Linked DNA regions of Gossypium hirsutum: region 2 is linked to region 1. Evidence: chromatin contacts called from public Hi-C data. All regions are on one chromosome and are shown on one strand. Each heading gives the region's core, a stretch centred on a gene start, on an enhancer-like site or on the middle of the called end of the contact. The rest is flanking DNA. Distances are from core to core; before and after follow the strand shown.

Evidence for each region. Hi-C and Micro-C count contacts between places; a contact is called where the count stands out from the background.
Region 2: a contact with region 1 is called in a Hi-C map of leaf, with 2.4 times the contacts expected there. The contact joins the promoter of LOC107913586 here to the promoter of LOC107913594 in region 1. A contact is called at or near these places in 2 of 34 Hi-C or Micro-C datasets (callus and leaf).

Annotation. Positions count from the first base shown.
Region 1 is chrD11:46,595,276-46,600,952 of Gossypium_hirsutum_v2.1, forward strand. It overlaps LOC107913594 (coatomer subunit delta), which reads right to left and starts at 2,427. Exons shown (of 12, transcript XM_016842228.2): 1 at 2,270-2,427; 2 at 1,784-1,846; 3 at 1,337-1,376; 4 at 1,003-1,226; 5 at 470-712; 6 at 220-388; 7 at 1-45. The coding sequence starts at 1,786.
Region 2 is chrD11:47,178,749-47,184,425 of Gossypium_hirsutum_v2.1, forward strand. It overlaps LOC107913586 (26S proteasome regulatory subunit 4 homolog B), which reads left to right and starts at 3,413. Exons shown (of 6, transcript XM_016842220.2): 1 at 3,413-4,079; 2 at 4,714-4,959. The coding sequence starts at 3,597.

The sequences.
Region 1 (5,677 bases), core at 1,177-3,676:
TGCCAAAACCTTTGGGAGGAGCAGTTGCAGCTGAAGGTTGACGACCTAACAATATGAGCATGTGGTCAGAAAACGTCTGAAACATATGAAGCATAGTCCAGAAGTAGATGCATCTAGGGTTTTTTATGGACTTAAGGAAAGCAAGTACAACTAATTTGCTAAAAGCCAGAGAAACAAATCAAAATCCAAGGCATGTGGTGGCATACTGTTGTGACTAACCTTTAGGCTTAGTAGAGAAGGCATCGAGATCAGTGGTAATGCCACCAAACCCAGAACCACTTCCAAAGCCGCTTCCACTGCTAGAAATACTCATTTCACTAAAGCTAGTTTCTATTCTTCCAGAACCCATTGACATGAACCCTCCTTTGTCAGATCTATTCTTATCAATCTGCAGAACACAGCAGAAATTAATATACATACCAGAAAAGATTGATTAGCACAAGAGCCAAGAACATTGCAAAACAATAACCTTGCTCTTGTCAATCTCACTAGCTTTACGCTTCATGACATCCTTAGTTTCATTAATCTTGCTCTGCAATACCAGCTTGTGCAACTTCTCTTCATGACTCTCCATTTCACAGTATTGCTTAACCTGTGTGACAGTCACATTTTCCTTGTGCCCAAGACAAATGACTTCATCAAAAGCAAAGATCAGTTCAAAAGCAGTCTTGCCAATACCCTCCTCATCTAGAGAGTAAGAATACTCAGTTACCTAGAAAAAGTACAACAAATCAAGTAAATGCTCTGTTCTACTTGGCTCAGACAAGGATATTACAGAAAGGCTAAAAACTGCAAATGCCTCAAGTAACAGATACAAATGTGCCAAGGAATGAGAAGCTGAAAACATACAGGTAAAGGAACCACTACGCAAACAAGTCAACTTCCAACTACTTGATTTAGATCAAAGAAATAAAGATAACATAATGTATTATTTCTACATAATCTATTATGTTCAAAGATTAAATAAGACAGGAAAGAAATCTAAGAGAAGCTAAAGCATACCAGCTTGGAGAGCAGTCTTAAAGTCTCCAAATCTTCAAGAATGTTGCTCTGTTTGTTTGTTACAAGAAGCAAATAAAGAGCTTCTATTGGTTGATAAACATATCGCACATTCTCAGTCTCAACATATGTGTGTTGCTTTCCTGTTCCCACCAACTTAGGAAAAGCAGCAAGAAGACCTTCAATTCTTATGCGAGTCATGTCCACAAACTGCCTGGAGAGAAGCACTGCAATAAGAACAAACAAAGCACATGTAACACAACTGAATTTTGAACTTCAACAACTTAATTACAACAGCACAAGAAAAACAACTACAATGAGCCAACATGAAAGTCACCTTTTCCAGACTTGCTTACAATTGAAGCCGCAAGTACAACCTAAATTACAAAAACAAAAGGTAAAATCAGAGGTACTTCTATCTATACTTTTTATTATCTTTAATAAGGAGGGAATGAATTACAAGAAAACAAAGCATAAGAGACAACACTAGCAGCAGTGCCTACCAGAAAATGCTGGACATAAAAAAAGCTTAGACAAAACCATAGAAAAGAGAATTTCAACAACAATGGCAATGCTCGTACTGATAAAGTTAACAGATAGCAATGGAGCAAAAAGCAAATCATTCAAGAAAACAAAACATGGACCTCGTAATATCTTCAGTTTCTCCAAAATGAGTTTATAGTTTATTTAGTACATATATATTTAAAAAGAACTGAAATCTATTTAAAGGTATAATTCTACTAAAAAGAACGAGTGAAAAATGAAAATAAAGAACAGATCGTACCATCTTGGTTACCAAGAAGCAATCTACCCAGACAATATCAATTTGAAGCTTTTATCAGAAGACCTATTAAACAATGAAAATCAATTTAGGATAAAGGCGATCACAAATAAGCAGCGGGAATCAGGACAAAATAAATGGAAACGGATAGGAACGACCTATAATATAACAGTAAATCAGAAAACAGAAAAAAGCGAATCAGTATTTCTAAGTCTGCAAAGAGATCGACCACCTCAGATCTGTACATCAACATGCATATAAATTCAAATACCGATAACACAATTGCAGTGTTTGACAGAATAAAATGCGAATGCTAGAGGAATCACCGAGAGAAACAACAGAAGGACTGAATACAGCATTTCCGATTTAAAAGCGTATGAAACATAAGAAGGCAATGAAATCGAAGGGAAAAAAAATCAGATCTGACAATTTTACCCTCTAAATGGCCAACTGAGGTTGCGGAATTTAGAGATCTGAGATGGAGCTTACCTCGATCTAGTTTGTACTCTGTATCTTCTTCACTCTCGGGAGATCGATTCGTTGAGAACTCAAAGGCGAAGAAGGTACCGACTCGGTCGAGCATTATATCTGCGTTGCGGTAGATCCGTCGTTTAATATTCGGACCAACTTTGGATTGTTCGGCCCGATCCCTGAGGCCCAACGTGTTGCATTCTCGGGTTTTTTATAGCCTAAACTCGAAAATATTCATTTTTGTTTGTTTAATTTTAAATTGGATAAACTATCAAAATAGTCACTTTTGTTTGCCTCGGGTTACATTTTAGTCACTTATGTTTAAAATGTTACGTTTTAGTCACTTAAGTTATTGTGTTGTAAAATTTTAGTCACTGAGCTGTTACCAGTGTAACGGTAAGCTAACGTGGCACGTTAAATCATCATTTTAAACAAAATTTTTAGGTTAAATTTTACAATTGGTCTCTATATTTTTTCATTTTGAGCAATTTAATTTTTTTCGTTTATGTTCTTTTAGTTTTCCTTTTTTTTTCCATTCTTTGCTGTTTCTCTCTCTGTTTTCCTCCCTTCTCTATTTCTTTTAACGTAAGTCTTTATGTTTTCTATAAATGATGATTTAATGTGCCACGTTAGCTTACCGTTACACTGTTAACGGCAATTAACGGCTCAGTGACTAAAATGTTACAACACAATAACGTAAGCGCCTAAAACGTAACATTTCAAACATAAGTGACTAAAATGTAACATGAGACAAACAAAAATGACTATTTTGATAGTTTACCCTTTTACATTTTGGTTTTCGATGTTTTAATTGTTACAATTTTATCATTATCTCATGTTACAGGTGTAATGAAAATCACACATAGCACATTAAACGTAGACATGGATTTAATTTTTTAATTTTTTAATTTTTTAATTTTTTTATTTAGGCCCTGTCACTTATGTATTTTTTCCCTTTCTTTTTTCTCTCTCCCACGTTTTTTATTTTTTTTCCAATATAAATATAACTGAGAAGAAAACTATAACTTGTTAACATAATTGAAACAATGAGTACCTGTGGTTGAAATAAAAAAAATTTAAACATAGTTTTGATAACGTTAGTAACCGTATCGTACTAAATGAAACATCAATAATCAAAACGTAAACTTAAACAAACATAAATAATTATTTTTATAGTTTACCAAAAATTAATACACCATTACTACAAAATGGGTCCTCAAATAATGAAAAGACTTGATATATATTTATTTATTTTTAAATTGTTTCTTAGGTTTTAAAATTTCTTATGAAATTAAAATATAAAAACCAATAAATTAAAGAATAAATTACATAAATAGTCACTTAATTATCAAAAACATTTTTATTAGATCATCTGATTTTAAAAAATTATAAAATGACCACTTAATTTTTCTTTTAAAATTTTTAAGTCTAAAACTGTTAAATTCATAACAGTTGATTGACTTATTTTTTTTAACATTTACTTTTAATACACATCATTTTTATGTTATATAATAAATAAAAAATTATTAATCCAAATCACCTGACCTCCTCCCTCTCCCCTTCCCCTCCTGGCTCCCCCCCCCCCGAATCGTGCCAACATTCATAATCCTCCACCCAACTAGTAACCTACAATCATTCAATCCCAAAATTTCCAAAGCCTTGCTTTAGAATCTACTGCAATCACTGTAAACACATCATTAAAACACATCAACCCATGTTCATCATTTATATTTTCCAACCTTAACCTCCCTGAACAACTCTACCCCTACCCTTTAAGGAAAAAAAAAAGAAAGAAAGAAAAGATGTTAAAGATGAGACTAGCATCAACACCAAGAACATGAAACTGAGTATGGGTGGCCATGTTTCCCATGGATGTTAAATATGTGATATCAACAAAGCAAAATCAATAAGAAGAACGGGCAATGGCTGGCACGATGGGAGGAGAGGGGACGGTGGGGAGAGGGAGTCAGAAGAGGGGAGGGAGAGGAACAAGGTGGGGTGGGTGATTTGGATTAATAATCTTTTTAATTATTATATCACATGGAAATGATGTGTATTAAAAATAAATGTTAAAAAAATAAATCATTAACTTAAAAGCCACATCAACTAATTATTAAGTATTTAATGATTTTGGACTTAAAAAAAATAAAAAGATAAAGATGAATAATTATTTAATAACTTTTAAAAGTTACCTAACAAAAAAGTTTCTAATAAAAAAGTTTCTAATAGTCGAATGACTATTTATATAATTTACCCTAAATTAAATTTAAGAATATCAAAGTTGATATTATAATCAATTAGAAACATTGTTTAGTAATCAATTAAAAACATTTTAGCTCATGAATATACATTGCATGTTTTTAATTAATCCTTATTCTTTATGGAGAAAAAGTCCAGTTCGATAAAGGGGATACCGATTGAGCAAATCATTGTTTAGTAAATGATGGAAATACAAAATTTTTCCACTTAACAACTCTTGTCTGTTGAAATCACAATAGAGTTATCGAATTGAGGATAAATGAGGAGTGGGTCACGGATCAAAGACTTATTCATGCTCATGTTGTGGGATTCTATAAACAATATTTCACTGCAGTGTCTGTTCAACCACTTTGTAACAAATATATAGATTTAGACTGATATTTACAGGTGAAGAAAGGGAGATTTTGCTAACAGATAGATATTGAGGAAGCCAGTGCAGCTTTATTCTCCATGAAAGATCTAAAAAGCACTAGGGCCAGATGGGATACAACTAAATCTTCTTCCAAAAACATTGGTTACCGTCAAAACCTCTATACTTTGTTTTGTTTGGAGGATTTTGCTTCGAGTACTTTTGATGAAAACTCTTGCCAAGGTTTTTTTATTGCTTATTCCAAAGACGACTAATGTAGATAAAAGTCTCTCTTCAGACCAATTGGTCTCTTTAATACTTCATACAAAGTGCTATTAAAACTCGGGTTCATAAATTATGACTGATTTTACAAAAGAGCGATGGGCTTTTTCAAAATAGTTTTTTAGTTGGGAGGAGCATGACGAATAACATATTCATTACTCTAGATTTGTTCATTCTATGATGCGGATGCAAGGTTAACAAGGTGCAATAATCCTTAAAATTGAGTTACATGGGCATATGGTAGTGTGGATTGGAGTTTCTTAAATGATGTTTTATTCGAATTTGGGCTGCCTAGAAAAATTATTAATATAATTATGTTTTATGTGCAGGTTAGTCACATTACTACTCTATAGAATGGATAGATTCTAGATGATTTTGCACCTAGAAAGGATTGTGACAAGGAGCTCCTCTATCTCCTTATCTATTCACTCTTGCCATGAAAAAGCTTTCGCCTATGATCCTTAAGAAAATGGAGTCTATGTCAATCTTTTAAAATCTTATGTCGTGGCCCTGTGCTGTCTCATTTATTTTTCACA
Region 2 (5,677 bases), core at 2,163-4,662, 580 kb after region 1:
CTTTATACTACAAAACATTTATTATTAATATATTTATAATTGTAATAAATACTTATTATTAAAATATTAATATTGAATATTTATGTGAATAATATTATTTAAAATTATTATTTTTAAAATTTTTTATTAAAATAAAATTTAAATATTAAATAATTTATTAAAATGATAAATTATATTTATTATATTAATAATTTATTATATGATTAAATATAAATAATTAAATATGTATGTTTAATAATATTGAAAAATATAATATTTTAATATTTTTAAAAATAAAAATAAAATTAATTACCAATATAATAATATTAAGCTTGATTTAAGTTAATTATTATAAAAATAAAATTATCTATAGAGGAGCTCTTTTCTGGAAGATGACTTGCGCTTTTCAAAAGGGCAAGTCATTTTACAAGAAAAAGGGCTTATTTTACGTTGACCTATAAGTCATTTTCCGTTAATCAAGTTGTTTTTTGTGAAACAAACACAGGAAAATGCAGAAAATATTTTCCGTAAAACCTTTTACATGTAAACAAACGGACCCTAAGATAACTTATTACATTGCATAACTCTAGGTTTATGTGATTAAATTGTTTCAAACCTAACCTGTCCCTGTTACTTCACATAAGTTCCAATGAATACTAGTTAAATTATGACATTGGTTTATGCATATTTTTCTAAGTATAAGATTCGGTTGAACTTATATGAGATTCCCAGTTAATGAACGATGGAGTTGCTAAGTAATATTTTCCGAACATTGTTAAACATGATGAAAATGAATTGAGTCAAGTTTTGTAATTGTTCTAGCTTATTCATGTTATTGTTGTTGAACTTGTGAATTTGCTGCTAAACCATCACCCTACATTTTATTACATCTCATTTGCATTTAGGTTAGTTTGCATCTAGTTAATTAATTTAATTTTAACATCTATTACTTCAAAATTTATTGTGTTTTCTTTACCAACTTGTAAATCCATAACTTTGCAATTATTTGATTAATAGATACAGTCCCTGTGGAGACGATAACCTTTTTACTTACTTATTACTTGATAACGACTGTGTACACTTGCACAAACCTACGCGTTACAATAGCCACAAAGACTTCTTTTAACAGAGATAGCCACAAAGGCTTCCTTTTAATAAAGATCGCCATAGAGGCTTCTTTATAATAGAGATCGCCACAAAGGCTTCTTTATAACAGAGATCGCCACAAAGACTTTCTTTAATCAAAGATAGCCACAAAGACACTTCTTTAGGTTGCGCTACAAAGGCGTTTCCTTACAGATTACCACAAATGTATTCCTTATCAGAGATTTTCCATAAAGGCATTCTTTTAACAGAAACAACCATAAATGCTCACTTATATGAAAATTAGTGTTTTGACCATAGGATTTGCCTGAACTCACCGTCGTGAGGTTTGCCCCTCATTACTGGTACTCACCCAACAGTTTTTTAAATATTTTCTATATGATGTTGTAGCCCAGCCATGGTCTTACACTATATGGTCTTCAGAGTGCCATGGACTTTTTCTTTTAGAGATTTGTGTTTTTAGTCCCGACAAACCCCTTTAGACGACTCTGAAGACAGACACAGACATTTCATGCAGACTCAAACTTGACATACTTATTCCTTTTAAACTTATTCATAACAGACGTATTCATACTTACAGATTCACCGATGAAGCTCAAGATTTCTACTTTAGTATAAAGAACACTTTTTTTTGTTCTTCTAACCTTAAGATTGTAGGATCTTGAAGGGAAAGAAAGAGGGTTGTTCTGGTTCTATTGAAATACTTATCGGAGAAAGAAGAAAAACTCCCTTTCAATTCTGGTCACCCAGATTTATACAACCCTTGCCCATATGATAACTTGACATGTGTTACAATCCTAATCAAGCTGCCATATGAGTGATTCACAACTGTAAGGAAACGTGTATAAAAATCCAAAATCTTTTCATATTTTTGATTTGACCGATCGTTCATTTCTAAAAATATCGTTAGTGTATAACCTACACATTAACTAAACTCACTGGGCACACCTTAACCTTAGCAACATCCCTTACCACTCACGAACCCTTTGACATCTTTTTTCCAATTTCTCCTTTCACATGTACACATACTTTATGAAGGACATTCCTTACTTTAAATTTCCATTATTGCCTATGCACTCTACTAGCGCATCAGAACATCAATTGGGTGAGTAAGATCACAGCAACCAAATTTCCTTTGACCTACAAGCCAAGACTCAAGACTTCGCCAAGTCTGGGTGTTACAAATATCACCATGTGTTGTAATGTGAAATTCATATCTCTCAGGAACATGGTGTTCTCTTAAAGATCTTCGCGGTAGTTGTGTTTCTAAAACAGTTGATTGTTCCGCAACAACATGTGGAACCTGTTGTTGTTCAATCTTTGGTTCAATGATCAGCTGTTGTTCTCAAATTTCTCCGAGTTTAATTTTTTTACCACTTTCTTTTCTAAAGACAAATTCTTTTTAAAGGAAGACTTCTGTCCGAACAACAAACACTTTGTTCTTAATAGGATTGAAGAAATAATATTCTTTAATTTCTTAAGGATATCCCACAAAGATGCACTTTTAAGATTTGGGTTCGAACTTTGTAGACGTCTGACGTTTAACATAAGCTTTACAACCCTAAATCTTCATAAAAGACATACTAAGACGCTTCCCAGTCCACATCTCATATGATGTCTTTTAAACCGATTTAGATGGAACATGATTTAGTGTGAAGGCAACTGTCTCAAGTGCATGTCCCCAAAAGGAAGTTAAAAATCAACATGACTTATCATCGATCGAATCATGTCTAATATTTGTTCGATTTCTTCTCTTAGAAACTCTATTCCATTGTGGAGTACCATGAGGTGTAAGTTGTGAGACAATCTCACATTCCTTTTAAAGCTCAACAAACTTTAAGCTTAAGTATTCTCCTCTTCGATCTGATCGAAGTGCCTTAATATTTTTGCCTAATTGGTTTTGTATTTCATTTTTAAATTCCTTGAACTTTTCAAGGGCTTTAGATTTATGGTGCATAAGATAAATATACTTATATTTACTAAAGTCATAAGCGAAAGTAATGAAGTATTGAAAACCTCTCATGGATTGTGTATTCATTAGTCCACATACCTTATTATGTATTAAGCCCAACAAATCATTAGCTCGCTCACTTTTATTATTAAAAGGAGCTTTAGTCATTTTACCCAACAAGCAAGACTCTCTTATATCAAATTCTTTGAAAACAAAAGAATTCAAGAATCTATCTTTATGAAGTTTAGATATGCGCTTCTCAGTTTTATAACCAAAATGATAATGCTAAAGATAAGTTGATTAGAGTGATTTATTCTTGATTTTTTAAGTATTTATGGTATAAATGGACATACCATCTCACGGATCCACATTTATTTTTGTAGAGAGGTGTCCACAGGTACAAATATAACAAGCAAAACACGTATCTAATAAAAAAAAAAAAGAAGAAGAAGAAGACAAAAGCTAATAAGTAACTTCATTCCAAAGCCAAACCCGTGGGAAATCTTAAATATTGCCTCTCTCTCTCTCTCTCTCTCAAGTCTGAAGCAGTAAAATCGAAAGGATGGGTCAAGGGACACCAGGCGGTTTGAACCGGCAAGGTCTTCCCGGGGACCGTAAAGGCGACGGATCGAACAAGAAGGAAAAGAAGTTCGAGCCAGCCGCACCCCCTGCGAGGGTGGGTCGGAAGCAACGAAAACAAAAGGGTCCGGAAGCGGCTGCTCGACTTCCCACAGTAACCCCACTCAGCAAGTGCAAGCTACGGCTGTTAAAGCTGGAGCGGATCAAGGATTATTTACTAATGGAAGAAGAGTTCGTAGCCAATCAGGAAAGGCTTAAGCCCCAGGAAGAGAAAGCCGAGGAAGACCGATCTAAGGTCGATGATTTGAGAGGCTCCCCGATGAGTGTGGGCAATTTAGAGGAACTCATCGATGAGAATCACGCCATTGTTTCCTCTTCGGTTGGCCCTGAATACTATGTGGGCATTTTATCATTTGTTGATAAAGACCAACTTGAGCCTGGTTGTGCTATCTTGATGCACAATAAGGTAACTCAAATACAACTATGACCTGAATTTTTGAAAATGGAATTTAGAGTCCATGGTAGGTAAAATTTTCCAACATTCATGACATGGCATTTAAATTGTTTTCTTGTTGGTTGAAAACTGATCTGTGTGTGTTCAATTTTTTAATATACAATTTCTGAGTCAAATGCTTTGGCAATTGTTAGACAATGATTAGATTTAGTGGTTTTTTTTTCTTTTTTGACGATTATTGATTTATTGAATAGGAAAGAATTCATTTTCAAATTGTACCGGTAGAAAGTTGGGTTTTAATCATGATGATTCTTATATGGGATCAAATTTAGGTTTAAAAAATGATTAGAATCTTAGGAAAGAGCTCAATCCGGTGGTGTATTTGGCTTATCAACTTGGCTTGTTTGCATTCTTAGTTGGATGATATTATAGACTTTGAGAATACATTTCAGTTCTGTGGTTGCAATTTCTAGTTCACATCACCTTGTTTTTTAATGAGTTCATTCTGTTCTTGCTTTTGAGGCTTTTGCATCTATTCTTTCGTTAAATATTTTAGCATTTTCAAAGATATTATGGTTTGCCTCTAGCTGGTTCCCTGTTTTCGGAAAGAAAGTTTTATGCTCTCCTATTTTATGTGGCCTCTCAGGTTCTTTCTGTAGTTGGACTCCTGCAAGATGAAGTGGATCCAATGGTATCGGTAATGAAGGTTGAAAAGGCTCCATTGGAGTCTTATGCTGATATAGGAGGATTGGATGCTCAGATACAAGAGATTAAAGAGGCAGTTGAGCTGCCTCTTACGCATCCTGAATTATATGAGGATATTGGTATTAAGCCTCCAAAAGGAGTTATTTTGTATGGAGAGCCTGGGACTGGCAAGACCTTGCTGGCAAAGGTTTATATTCTTATCTTCACCTTCCAGTCTATCTTCTTTATATGGATATCGGTTGTAATTGTTGATGATTTTTATCTTTGTGCTTTCCTTTTCCCCTGTAAAATAAAAAGAAAAAGAAAAAGGGCATGTGAAAACTTCCAAAAATCAACATATGGAGCCATACATTTTGTTGTATGAGGACAACTGAACTTCGTAAAATGTCGATTATGTACAATTTTACTGGCAAGCATACACAGTGTCCTTGTAAATAATCCATATTGGGAGCTTCCTTCTTACTTCGCGAGAATTAACAACCGTTTCTTGGACTTCATCCTTCAGTATGTCCTATTATTATTATTTTTCTGGTTTCATGGTTAATTCATTATTTACGCATCAGTTAAATGAAAGATCTTTGTGTGGCTAGGTTCTTGAGTCTCAGGCTACGTTTATGGGTTTTTATTTCGCTTGCTACTTCTATGTGCATGATGGGATATACTTTATTTCATTTTTCATCATTTTAAGATAACATTAATGTTAGAATTCCTTCTGTGGCTTCGTAGTAGGTAACGCTTTTTGAATTGAGTTACTATGAAAAAATGAAATTACATGTGCAAAAAATCTCTCTTAGTATTTATACAATAGTTTATATATTCTGCTTGTTTATCCCCTTTATTTATTTGGTAATGGCCACTTTTATGACATGCTTAGCTTTTACTGGTTGGTTCTGGTAATGGCCACT